2 separate regions of the Mus musculus genome follow, and region 2 is linked to region 1. The links are chromatin contacts, called in public HiChIP or PLAC-seq maps. All regions are on one chromosome and are shown on one strand. The core of a region is the stretch at or near the end of the contact, and the rest is flanking DNA. Distances in the headings are between cores, read along the strand shown. Region 1 overlaps Stat5b (signal transducer and activator of transcription 5B). Region 2 overlaps Atp6v0a1 (ATPase, H+ transporting, lysosomal V0 subunit A1).

What was found. HiChIP or PLAC-seq counts read pairs in DNA pulled down with a chosen protein or histone mark.
Region 2: a contact with region 1 is called in an H3K27ac HiChIP or PLAC-seq map of microglia, with 4 times the contacts expected there. The contact joins two enhancer-like sites. A contact is called at or near these places in 2 of 39 promoter capture datasets (both in embryonic stem cells), 1 of 15 datasets of contacts at CTCF or cohesin (large pre-B cells), 16 of 484 Hi-C or Micro-C datasets (embryonic stem cells, palatal mesenchyme, trophoblast stem cells and 1 more), 6 of 115 datasets of contacts at active chromatin or transcription factors (the HPC-7 cell line, double positive thymocytes, embryonic stem cells and 3 more) and 3 of 9 other capture datasets (adipose tissue, embryonic stem cells and liver).

Annotation. Positions count from the first base shown.
Region 1 is chr11:100,824,112-100,829,106 of GRCm38.p6, reverse strand. The region is part of intron 1 of Stat5b (signal transducer and activator of transcription 5B); the gene reads left to right. Among named protein-coding and RNA genes, the nearest start is that of Stat5b, 24 kb to the left of the region's middle. Within about 2 kb of position 2,301, at least 56 of the 459 cell types and tissues checked have an H3K27ac peak or open chromatin away from gene starts, as enhancers often do. A contact at or near this core is called in the HPC-7 cell line and microglia, where this site is marked.
Region 2 is chr11:101,044,245-101,049,239 of GRCm38.p6, reverse strand. Atp6v0a1 (ATPase, H+ transporting, lysosomal V0 subunit A1) reads right to left here. Exons shown (of 22, transcript NM_016920.4): 17 at 4,617-4,724; 18 at 715-822. Among named protein-coding and RNA genes, the nearest start is that of Mir6928, 16 kb to the right of the region's middle. Within about 2 kb of position 2,594, at least 32 of the 459 cell types and tissues checked have an H3K27ac peak or open chromatin away from gene starts, as enhancers often do. A contact at or near this core is called in the HPC-7 cell line and microglia, where this site is marked.

The sequences.
Region 1 (4,995 bases), core at 1,052-3,551:
GTCATCCAAAACAAAAATTGTTCGTTAAAGAATAACTCTCCCTTTGCCCCTCACCCCAGCCACCACCCGTCTCCCTCCTGTGTGCATGATCTGGACTCTTCCGTGTACCTCACGTAAGTGGACTCACGCAGTAATTGTCCCTGCGTCCCTGCCAGCCTCTCTCTTCCTCCCTCCTCGGAGATCTGGCAGCCCTCTCCTCCCTTGTAATCTTGTTCCTGCTTTGTGCCCGGGCCTCGGCAGAGATGCATGCACAGTAAGGATCCAGAGACAAGTTAATGCTACAGTTTGTGGCAGGCATACCACTAGGGGGGTATTAAACCTTTGAAGCTGTGATGCCTAATCAGGATGTCTGCTGGCTTATCTCCTCCAAGTCTTGCTGATAAAGCCTGCACCAACAGTAATATTGAAGATTAGCCTTTCTCCATGTTTCATAAAACAAATTGTTCTTCTTTAAACTTGATTATGGGCTTGAAAATTACTGGTACATTGATGTAATTGCTTATACAGATATTTAGCATTCTGCACACAAGGGGCCTCTGTGACAGAAGAGGCTTTGATGGCGGCCCCACTGTGAAGTCACGGTTAGGCCTGAAGTCGAGGCTTTGCTGGTTGTTTCTCTGCACCCCCATTCTCACTACATTTTCTTTCTTCTCTCCCCTCCCCCTTCACTACCCCTCCCCTCCTCTCTCGTCTCTCTTTCTCTTTTCCCTTCTTGTTCATTCTAAGTTTTTGGCGTGGTTGGTACAAAAGCATCCAGATCCTCTGCGCCAGTCCCAGCCCTTTATTAGTCCACTTTAAAGGAGCGATGCACAGAGTCCAGAGTGTGAAAGTGAAGGCTGGGATGTCTGTAACGTTCTTAGAGCTACACCAAGGAGGGGAGGAGATAGTCTTGGAGAATGATTTGAAAAGTTACCTGTGTGCTAAGTGCACTCGGGGATGGAGGTAGGGGAGGATCAGGAGTTCAAGATCAGCCTTCACGACATAGCAAGTTCAAAGCCACCCTGTGCAACATGGAACCCTGACTTTCAAATAGAATCTTGTTTTCTTTGGTGCTTGGGATGGAGCCCAGGGTCCTGCGCTCTCCTACCACTGAGCTACATCTCAGCTTCTGGTTCTGAACTCTGTGTGTGTGTGTGTGTGTGTGTGTGTGTGTGTGTGTACAAGTGCATGTGTGTGTGCGCCTGTGTGGAAGGCATAGATGATCAATCTCAGGTTTTTTCAGGAGTTGTCCACCTTCTTTTCCTTATTCTGTGTTCCTGTGTGTGTGTGTACATATATGTACATATGTGTGCGTGTGTATGTATATGTAAAGACAGGAGGTAATTGTCAAGTACCATCCTTGATTGTTCTTCCACCTTAATCCTTGAGACAGGATCTCTCACTAAACCCAGAGTTTGAAGATGCTGCTAGTCTTTCTGGCTAGTTTGCCCTGGGTTATCTCCATCTCCCAAGGCTAGAATTACAGATGGCCCCTATGCATCTGGACATGTATGCGGGCTCTGGGGATATGGACGTGAGTCCTCTCTATTGTGTGGCCAACACTAACCATTGGGCAAGCTCCCAAATTGTTTATCTAGACAGGGTCTCTTACTGGCCAGAAAGCCTCGGGGAGCCACCTGTCTTAAATCCCAGTCCCCATGGCTGGCATTCTAAGCATGGCTTTTTGTGTGGGTGCTGGGAATCAAACTCAGGTCCCTGTGCATGTTCAGAAGGAAGCTGTCTCTTCAGTCTCTGACTGTGGACTAGATTTATTTAATTATGTGTGTCTAAATGGTTTTTGCCTGCAGGTGTGTATGTGTGCCTGGTCAGAAGAGGGCATGGGATCCCCAGAACTGGAGTTAAGACAGTTGCAATCTATTATGTGGGTGCTGAGAATTGAAGCCAGGTCCTCTGCAAGAGCAACAAGTGCTCTAAACCACTGAGCCATCTGCTCAGCCCCAGGCTCTGCAGTCTCAACCAGAGCTCTGAACATAAGCTGTGCTGGGGTGCTTTCTTCCCTTTGTCCTCCGTTCATTTACATCAGGTAGACCCATATTGCCTGCCTTGGCCCTGTTTCTCAGCCTGTAAAACATTAAGGCCAACAGTTCAATCCAGAGCCATAAATGTCTCGACTGAAGCCAATGGGATGTGCCTTTAGAGGTCCATTTTTATGGTGTTTTCAAACACAGCTGCTAAGGTACCAGAGATAGAGCGAGCACCCGACGGTGAACGCTTAACCGTACTCGGGTCATCCTGGAACAGTGAAAAATCGCATTGAGGAGCTCAGTGGCACTGGTACCCTGGGAGCATCCTCCCACCCTTCCTGTTTAAAGAGGAACTGGCATCTATAGCCGTTACCGCCCCACCCCCACTTCTCCCAGATTTAGATTGCATGTGTGTATAAAGTTTACCAGCCACAAATAGGTTCTGTTCCCCCACTCCTTGTTATAGGGCCTTTTTTTTCTGTTCAATATGCTTTTATTGGCACCTCCTCTGGTGTTCTTTACAGCAGTAGCTAATTAGTGACAGCTTTTAAGCAAGCAGCTTGTCATTTTTGGCAGGGACAGGGGACATCTATAGCTAAGTATACCATACTCGATGGAAATACATCTCGAATCTAAAAGGCGTCTGTAGTCAAAGGTGGCTGCTCCTACTGAAATATCTAAAGTTGGCATGGTGTGCTGAGATGGCGAACTCTCAGGGGGTGGGGGGGATGATTACATGGGTTCTGTGTGTGACAGGTGTCACTGTGAGCCCTGAGTCATCCTCCAAACCTTCATCTGCACTGGGGATGTCAGACCTCGTCATGTTGTTTTGGCATAGTAATAAATCTCTCTGGGTGGCATTTAGTGGCAAGCATGGTGACCGAGGAGTGTGCTGTTGCTGTTGGCGAATGCCGTGCCTACCATTTATGCTCAGCTTCTTTCTCACAGTGTCATTAAAGGAACCGGTTTCGTTTGCTTGGAGATGAAGGGAATTTTCTTGAGGCTTCAAGCTCAGCTCAGCGTTCTCGCAACCCATGTCATTCTTTTCCTCTGGAGTCACGGCCGTGAGGTGTTAGCTCTATTTTCCAAACTTGTCACGATGTTTATGGATGGTTCATCTATTGATTAACGCTAACGATGAGTCAAAACCTCCGTCAGAGTTTCTATAAAATGTGATTCACTCCCATTACTCCTCTAATAAGGATACAAATAATGTGTTAAAAATAACACATTGAAGAAAATAATTGGCCTGCTGGCTATTCCTCTCAACTTGGTTCCCTTTGTGACATGGAGATCCGCTGAAATGATATGTAATACTCAATTACCAAATACCTACCATGTACCGAGCGGAGTGAGGGGTAAGCTGGAACTCTAGAGTGGTGGTGCAGTCTGTCTGTTCAAAATGAGGTGCTCAAAATGATGAAAGACACAGCACTGTCGAGGTCCCGTTTCCCACTGAGGCGTGAAAGAGTACAGGGGACATCTTTCTTAGGAGCTTGATATTGTCAGATGTCCTCGCTCTCAGTTCCCCGTTTTGCCATGTCATGCATAAGGGACAATCCAGAAGTTGTCTTCCATTATCTGCTTCTTTATAGCATGGCATGGTAAACTCTGAGGATTCTTGACACTCATATTTAAAGCACACGGAGATAGCAACAAAGTTACTTCTACCATCAGTATTTAGCAGCACAGGAACTTACTCCTTCTCTTTGGTTTCAGGTGCCCCAGCTTTAGATAAATGGAAGTTAAATTATTGCTATTGTATGAACAGTTTCCCAGGTGGATGCCCAGCTTCAGCCCCCTAAACCAGCCAGTCCTATCCTGCCCCCTGGGATAGTTGGTGGGTTGTTTTGTCATTGGTGTGAGTGACTGTCCCTTTATGAAAGCCAGAGCTGAGCATGACCTGGGATTAGTGTTGGCGATGAATAGCAGTGCAGCTGACAGGCATCCGAACACACCTCACTGCCCATTTTGACCCAGGAGCTGTCTGAGACCGAAGTATTAACCTCACCAGAGAGCTGCCCTCTCACGGGATGGTCCTCCTTTTGTTTACCTTCACAACTCCAAGCCTTTAGCTGACTTCTGATTGGTTCAGAAAGATGAAGATGCACCAAACTCTCCTCTGGCTTCCTCCAGTTGTACTTGAAGGCTCCAGAAAGACCTGATTTAAAGCTTTCTTTTGGGTTGGGTCTCTTTGGAAGTTGCACTCTGGGATAATTTATTCTATAGCTTTTACTCTAAAGCACCCTCAAGACAAAGAACTACTTTGGCTAAATGAGGATTTTTTTTTTAATTTAAAAAATAGTGTGTGCACGTGCGTGTGCGTGCATGTATACATGCATGTGTGGATGTCAAAGAATAACTGTAAGAGTCAGTTTCCTGTTTCCACCTTGTGGGTCCCAGGAATCAAACTCGGGTTGTCAGGCATGATGGCAAGTGCCTTACTTACTGACTCATCTCGACTGCCCTTAACTAAGTGAGGATTTTTAATGAGCAAAGATGTGAGGCTGGGCGCATGCTCTCAGAAGGTCTGAGGCCTCTTAGGGAATCTGAGAGCCCTAACTCTGAAGCCTGTTGCCTCACCTGTAGCATAGTGACACTATTAGAGACACCACGGGTGTTCTTGAGAGACTTACTGAGGAACATGCAGCGCACACAGGTGTGTGTGTGACATGTGGCAATACCTCCGTGGTATTTTTTCATTCCTTCTGCTCCTAGAACCACTGTTTCTCCTGCTAGCTTTCTCCCCTGGGTGCAAAACCCCTGCTGCTGTAAAGCAGAGACAAAAAGGAGTGGAAAGTAAGAAGCTTGCTTTGTGTCAGACATGAAACAGTTTCTAGTGTGCAGCTTAATTTAGCCTATGTAACAAGTTTTTCACGCCAGGAGCTCTCAGTTGTCTTCATCTCGAGCTGGGTGTTCTGAGTCTGGGGTTAAGTACTCCATCATCAAAGCCCAGCTTCTGTGAGGACTGCCTCCCACAAAAAGCCTGCTATCTCTGTTGCCACCACAACCTGAGAGAGAGTAGTTAGAA
Region 2 (4,995 bases), core at 1,345-3,844, 220 kb before region 1:
ACCAAAACTATAGTCAAAGTGGCTAGACCGAAAAACTTAGCCTAGGTCCCTTGCTGCTATTTTATTTGCTAAAAAAATAAAAATAAAAATAAAATTCAATGAAAAGGTGAGAACTACTAGTTCAGTTTGCAGGCATTACGCCACGAAAGCTCGGGCAAGGAGAGTGAATTTTAAATAGCTGGAACTGGAAGTAGTGTCAAAAGGAAAGGCTGGCCTGGCCTGATTCCTCTCAGTCTAAAAAGAAGACAGATAGCAAAATTTAAAAGCTCTTGAAAAACAAACAAAAACCCCTGGCTCAAGAACACACAGATGGGGCAGGCCTCAAAAAGAAGCCCTGAATACAGCCGCTAGGCAGTGTGTGTGAGGCCCTTGGGACCGGAGGATGAAGACGCTATCCCGAAGGCTCCCCTGCTGCTGGTTACTAAGAGGTGAGATGCTAGGCGCTGCCTGGGTGGAGAGCAGTTAGCCACTGAGGTCGCATGCAGTGCACCACAGACCCGAGGAATTCAAGAAGAGCAGAGCAAAGCTGGGTGGGCTCTGTGGCCACAGATTAGAGCAGGCCCCACAGGGCAAGCTGCGGTGTCCTGAGCGGGCCTGACAGCGGCCAATCATTAGTAGTTTTATTCTTCAAGGAGACGATTGAATAAGCCTTTTAGGAAACAAGACCTAGACTGCCCAAGGTAAGGAGAGGAAGCCCGCGCCCCCGGCTCTTACCTCTTCTGCGTCCTCTGAATGGGTGGAAAGCTGGTCATGCTGAATAATTTCAGCATCCTCCTCTGTCGGTCCGTTGCCCACCCTGATCCCACCAAAGTTGAGAGTTCCCTACACAGACGAACAGAAAGAGCAGTATTTGCCTGGGCTTTAATGCGGCACTCTGTGAGGTGGGGAAGGGTGATGGTTAGTTCATACGATCCTCAGAAAGGCATACATCCTATCAACAGAAGCAGTGGCCACCAAAGGGACAAGCTACATAAAAACAAGTAACTGTCCCACCCCAGCCACCACCACCACTCTGGACCCCACGAGTGGCAGCCCTGTCTTTTACCACCTCCTCCGGTCACACCAAGATAAATCAACCTTGCCTTGGTCAATGCTCACAGAGTTCTGCATGGGTGAGAAGCTGAGCATGAACACTCTCACAATGAACACAGCTAAGCTGTAAAGTCTGAGAGGGCCTGAGTGTTGCTGGAACTGAAGATGAGGCTTTCCAAGTGCAGTGTGGGGGTAGGGATGGCAGTGGGTGACATGATACGTATACCCTGCTCTGACAGGCTTTCAACAGGAGCCCAAGAGTTCCAGCAACATCTACCAGAAATATACCAGGCCCGTGTAGGAACAAAGAGCTACCCAAGGTCTTGGAAGAACACAAAACAAAACATCACAACATCCTAACAGTCACTCATTTGTGGCTAAAGAATTCTGAGTTTTAAAAACGTAAAGTAAGGCAGATCCCTTTCCATCAGAGGGTTCTGGTACAGTGAAAGGGACTGAGGAAGCAGCCCCTGGACCACTTCCTGTGAGTTCTATCAACCCAAAGCTGGAGGACTGCCTGCCTGCAGCGTGACTGCTCCAGTAAGCTTGAACAATGTGGAGACAGGGCTGGGAACTTCCCTGTGGCTCCCTTCCTTAGCTTTAGCTTTTGGGGAACCTCTTTTACTACAACTCGCTGGCCAGTTCAGACCCCAAGGTTTATTTATTATTGGGGTAGACTCCCCTTGTAGCATCAGTCAGTCTTACAAGGCTCACAGAAAAGGCCACGGGAGGAGCTCTACGGAAGCTACCTTGTTTGAGACAGGGTTTCTCTGTGTAGCCCTGGCTGTCTTGAAACTCATTTTATAGACCAGGCTGGCCTCGAACTCAGAGATCTGCCTGCCTCTGCCTGGGACTAAAGGCATGCACTACACCCAGCAATGTTAGGTACCATAAAAAGATTGCCTCTAAGAAGACAACTCTATTAAGAAACACTGAGAGGCAGAAGATTGCTTCAGTTTAAAATAGGTCCCGAGACATGGCTCTCCTTCTAGGTATGCATATTGTTTACTTGTGTCTCAGTAGATGACAGATATGTGCTGAAGGCAAAGACTCCACCTGATAACAATGTCCTGGAGGAGGAGGGTAGGGGGCAGGGCACTGAGACTTCTTGGTTAGTATAAAAGTTCTCTCTCTCTCTCTCTCTCTCTCTCTCTCTCTCTCCCCCCCCCCCCTTCAGTTCATGGGATTAGGGGTCACTTTTGCCTTTTCCTTCCTCTCACCTGTTTTAATGCCCATGTTCAAAGTTTACTAGGTGATTCAGATCTGGGAAATCACTGAAGTAAGCACTTCCGGTCAGGCTCAAATGTCGCCTAACTACCTTCAGAAGGGGGGCTTTAAGCATTATAAAGGGCATGGGGCCGGAGCGGGGAGACTCCATTGTATCTTGGCCTGGGTCTTACAGGGCAGAGGAGGAAAGCGTCCGAATTCAAAATCCCCCAAACAGAGTCCATCTCCCTAAGACTTCCCTAGCCAGAAGAAGTGAGAACAGACAGGTCAGACCTCCTAACCCGACTCTGACGAGTACCCTGCACGGCTCAGGAAACAAGAGTTACAGGAAGGAAATGAGAGACACACCAGCAAAGACAAGAAAAGAAATGCTGAGCTGTGACAACGCCACTCAAGGAGACAACGGAGGAGACAAGAAGCAGAGCAGGAGCAGATACGTGGGGTCAAGGGTCAAGGGTCCTTCTTGGAGTGTGGTCACCTTGATGCTGTTGGGCTGCTCTCCAGCAAGAGATTCAGCTAGGGACACAGCTGAGCAGACGCCATGAGTGGGAGAGCTTCCAGATGAGGAGGGGTTACTGTGGAGCTCAGCATGGAGGATGGAGTCACACTCAAAAGGCATCGAGAACAATGCAAGAAAAAAGCAAGGACAAAGCAAGAAAAGATGATGGGGAAAGAAAATCAATGCTGGGCAGTGTGTTCCTCAACTTGAAAATAATTTCACACAGCGAGATTAAAATTTTGTCTGGCATAAGCATGCATTCCCCTTAAAGCGGTGTATGCTAACAGAACAATCCTGACCTGCGAGATTGAAAATCTCGGATGTGAGGCTGCATAGACACAGTGCACTCTAAGATTCTGGTAAAATGATGTCAAATGTCTGACATTCAAAGTGCTGTCACTGAATTGTAGGTACAGAAGAAGTGAGGGTCTAGACAGATGGCTCTGGCAGATGTGCAGCACGCAGGGTGGCTCAGGAAATCAGCTGAAGAAACAAGACCTTCTGTGTCCCAGTTAGGGAAAGAGATACAGACCTTCTCTAAAGACTGAACTCCCAAAACAAGGACAAGGATCCCTTAAAGAAGGGCTTACAAGCACAAAGAACAAAGACATCAATGAAAGAGTCCAAGCCCCTCTTGTCTCCATGCTGAAAACCCACCCCACACACGATCACAGGATACAGACACAAAAGTGGATGAGCCCAGAAGCTGCCGTCTTGGAGTAAGATGATGGGACTCGAAGAGGGCCACTTGGCTCCTGAAGATAGGATTGTACTTACACAACCAAACAGAAACTTAGCAGGCCAATGGTAAAAACGATACCTGATCTATTCCTAAGAGGCAGATGGCTCCTCTGTCATGGTCTCAGTGAGCACACATGCCACGCTCTCAACAGCATTAAAAAAGAATTCACCTGCACTGTCTGCCACCTCTTTAAACAAACATTTTGCTTTGTCGGAGTTAAGTGACTCACTGTTGCAGCCGGTGCTGCCTCTAGTCCCTGTTGGCTCGGGGTTGGTGTGACTGGGGCCTCCACGGGTTGCCCTTCCTGATAGTGAATGGGAGAGAAGAAGGGAGAAGAGAACGAGAGAGGGATGGGGAGAGGGAGGGGAGACGAATGGAGGGCACATGAAAGGATGAAGATGGTCAGAAAAGGGAGAAGGAGGGTCTTGTAACTCAGCTGCTCTCCAACGGAGGGATCATCTCACAGCCATGGGACTCATGCAATAAGATCTCTTGGGTTTTCCCGGGCAATGCAGTAAGCATTATGGGATAGCCAGAAATTACACGCAGTATCGAACATTTGGCAAGCTTAACTTTGTGTGTCTGTGTGTAGAGTCGGTATACACACATCTGTTAAGTAAACACCTGTGTGTATATATGCTGCTTCTTAGAAGAAGAAGAAACAAAAAAAAAAAAAATCAGTGTGCTTTAAGTCAGATCCTTTCCAGGTGTGTCAGTTGGTGAAAGCGTCATAGTTTCATTAAAAAAAATATGTCTTTGGGTCAGTCCTGTGGCTGCCCAGGCAAACCACACGAGTGAGCTCACTGTCTGCAGCTCTCCTAACCTTGATATTTGGCTGATGCCGCATCTAGACGTGTGGGCCCAGGGCTGGCCTCTGCTGCCGAGAGCGTGACAAAAATCACGACCAGGAAAGGTAAAAACATAGTGATTTATTCTCTCCGATCCAGGTGTCTCTGACGTTGGCAGGCCCGGGGTTCATGCTCATATGTAACCCAAATCCATAACGGAACACATGCACGTGTGCACAGTTAATTACATCCTCTAAGGCGCTGCCTGGATCTTAGGCGAGGAAAAAGTCTAAAGTCTAGTAACCTTCAGCCACAGACAGACACTCACCAAATGCTTCTTCCTCAGGTACTGATGGCGAAGGATCAGCGGCTTAAACAGAAGCATCCAAGGGACGCAGAGCATCGCCACCACGATGAGGAAACACTGAATTCCTTTCTGCAAAGTAAGAGACAACAAAGCCCACCAGTCAAACAGACTGTTTCCAACAGCAGCACACATTTTCCCCCCAAACAATAGATCCTTATTGGTCTACGACTATTTCTCTAAGTAATGAGCTGGCACCAGGACAAACCCAGTAAGTGTCCCATCAAATGGTAGTTCTAAATTATGCCCCCTTTACTCATCTAATTGTTCGAGACATGATCTTACTATGTAGCTCACCCTGGCTTGGAATTCACTAGGTAGCCCAGGCTTGAGTGCTCAGGTT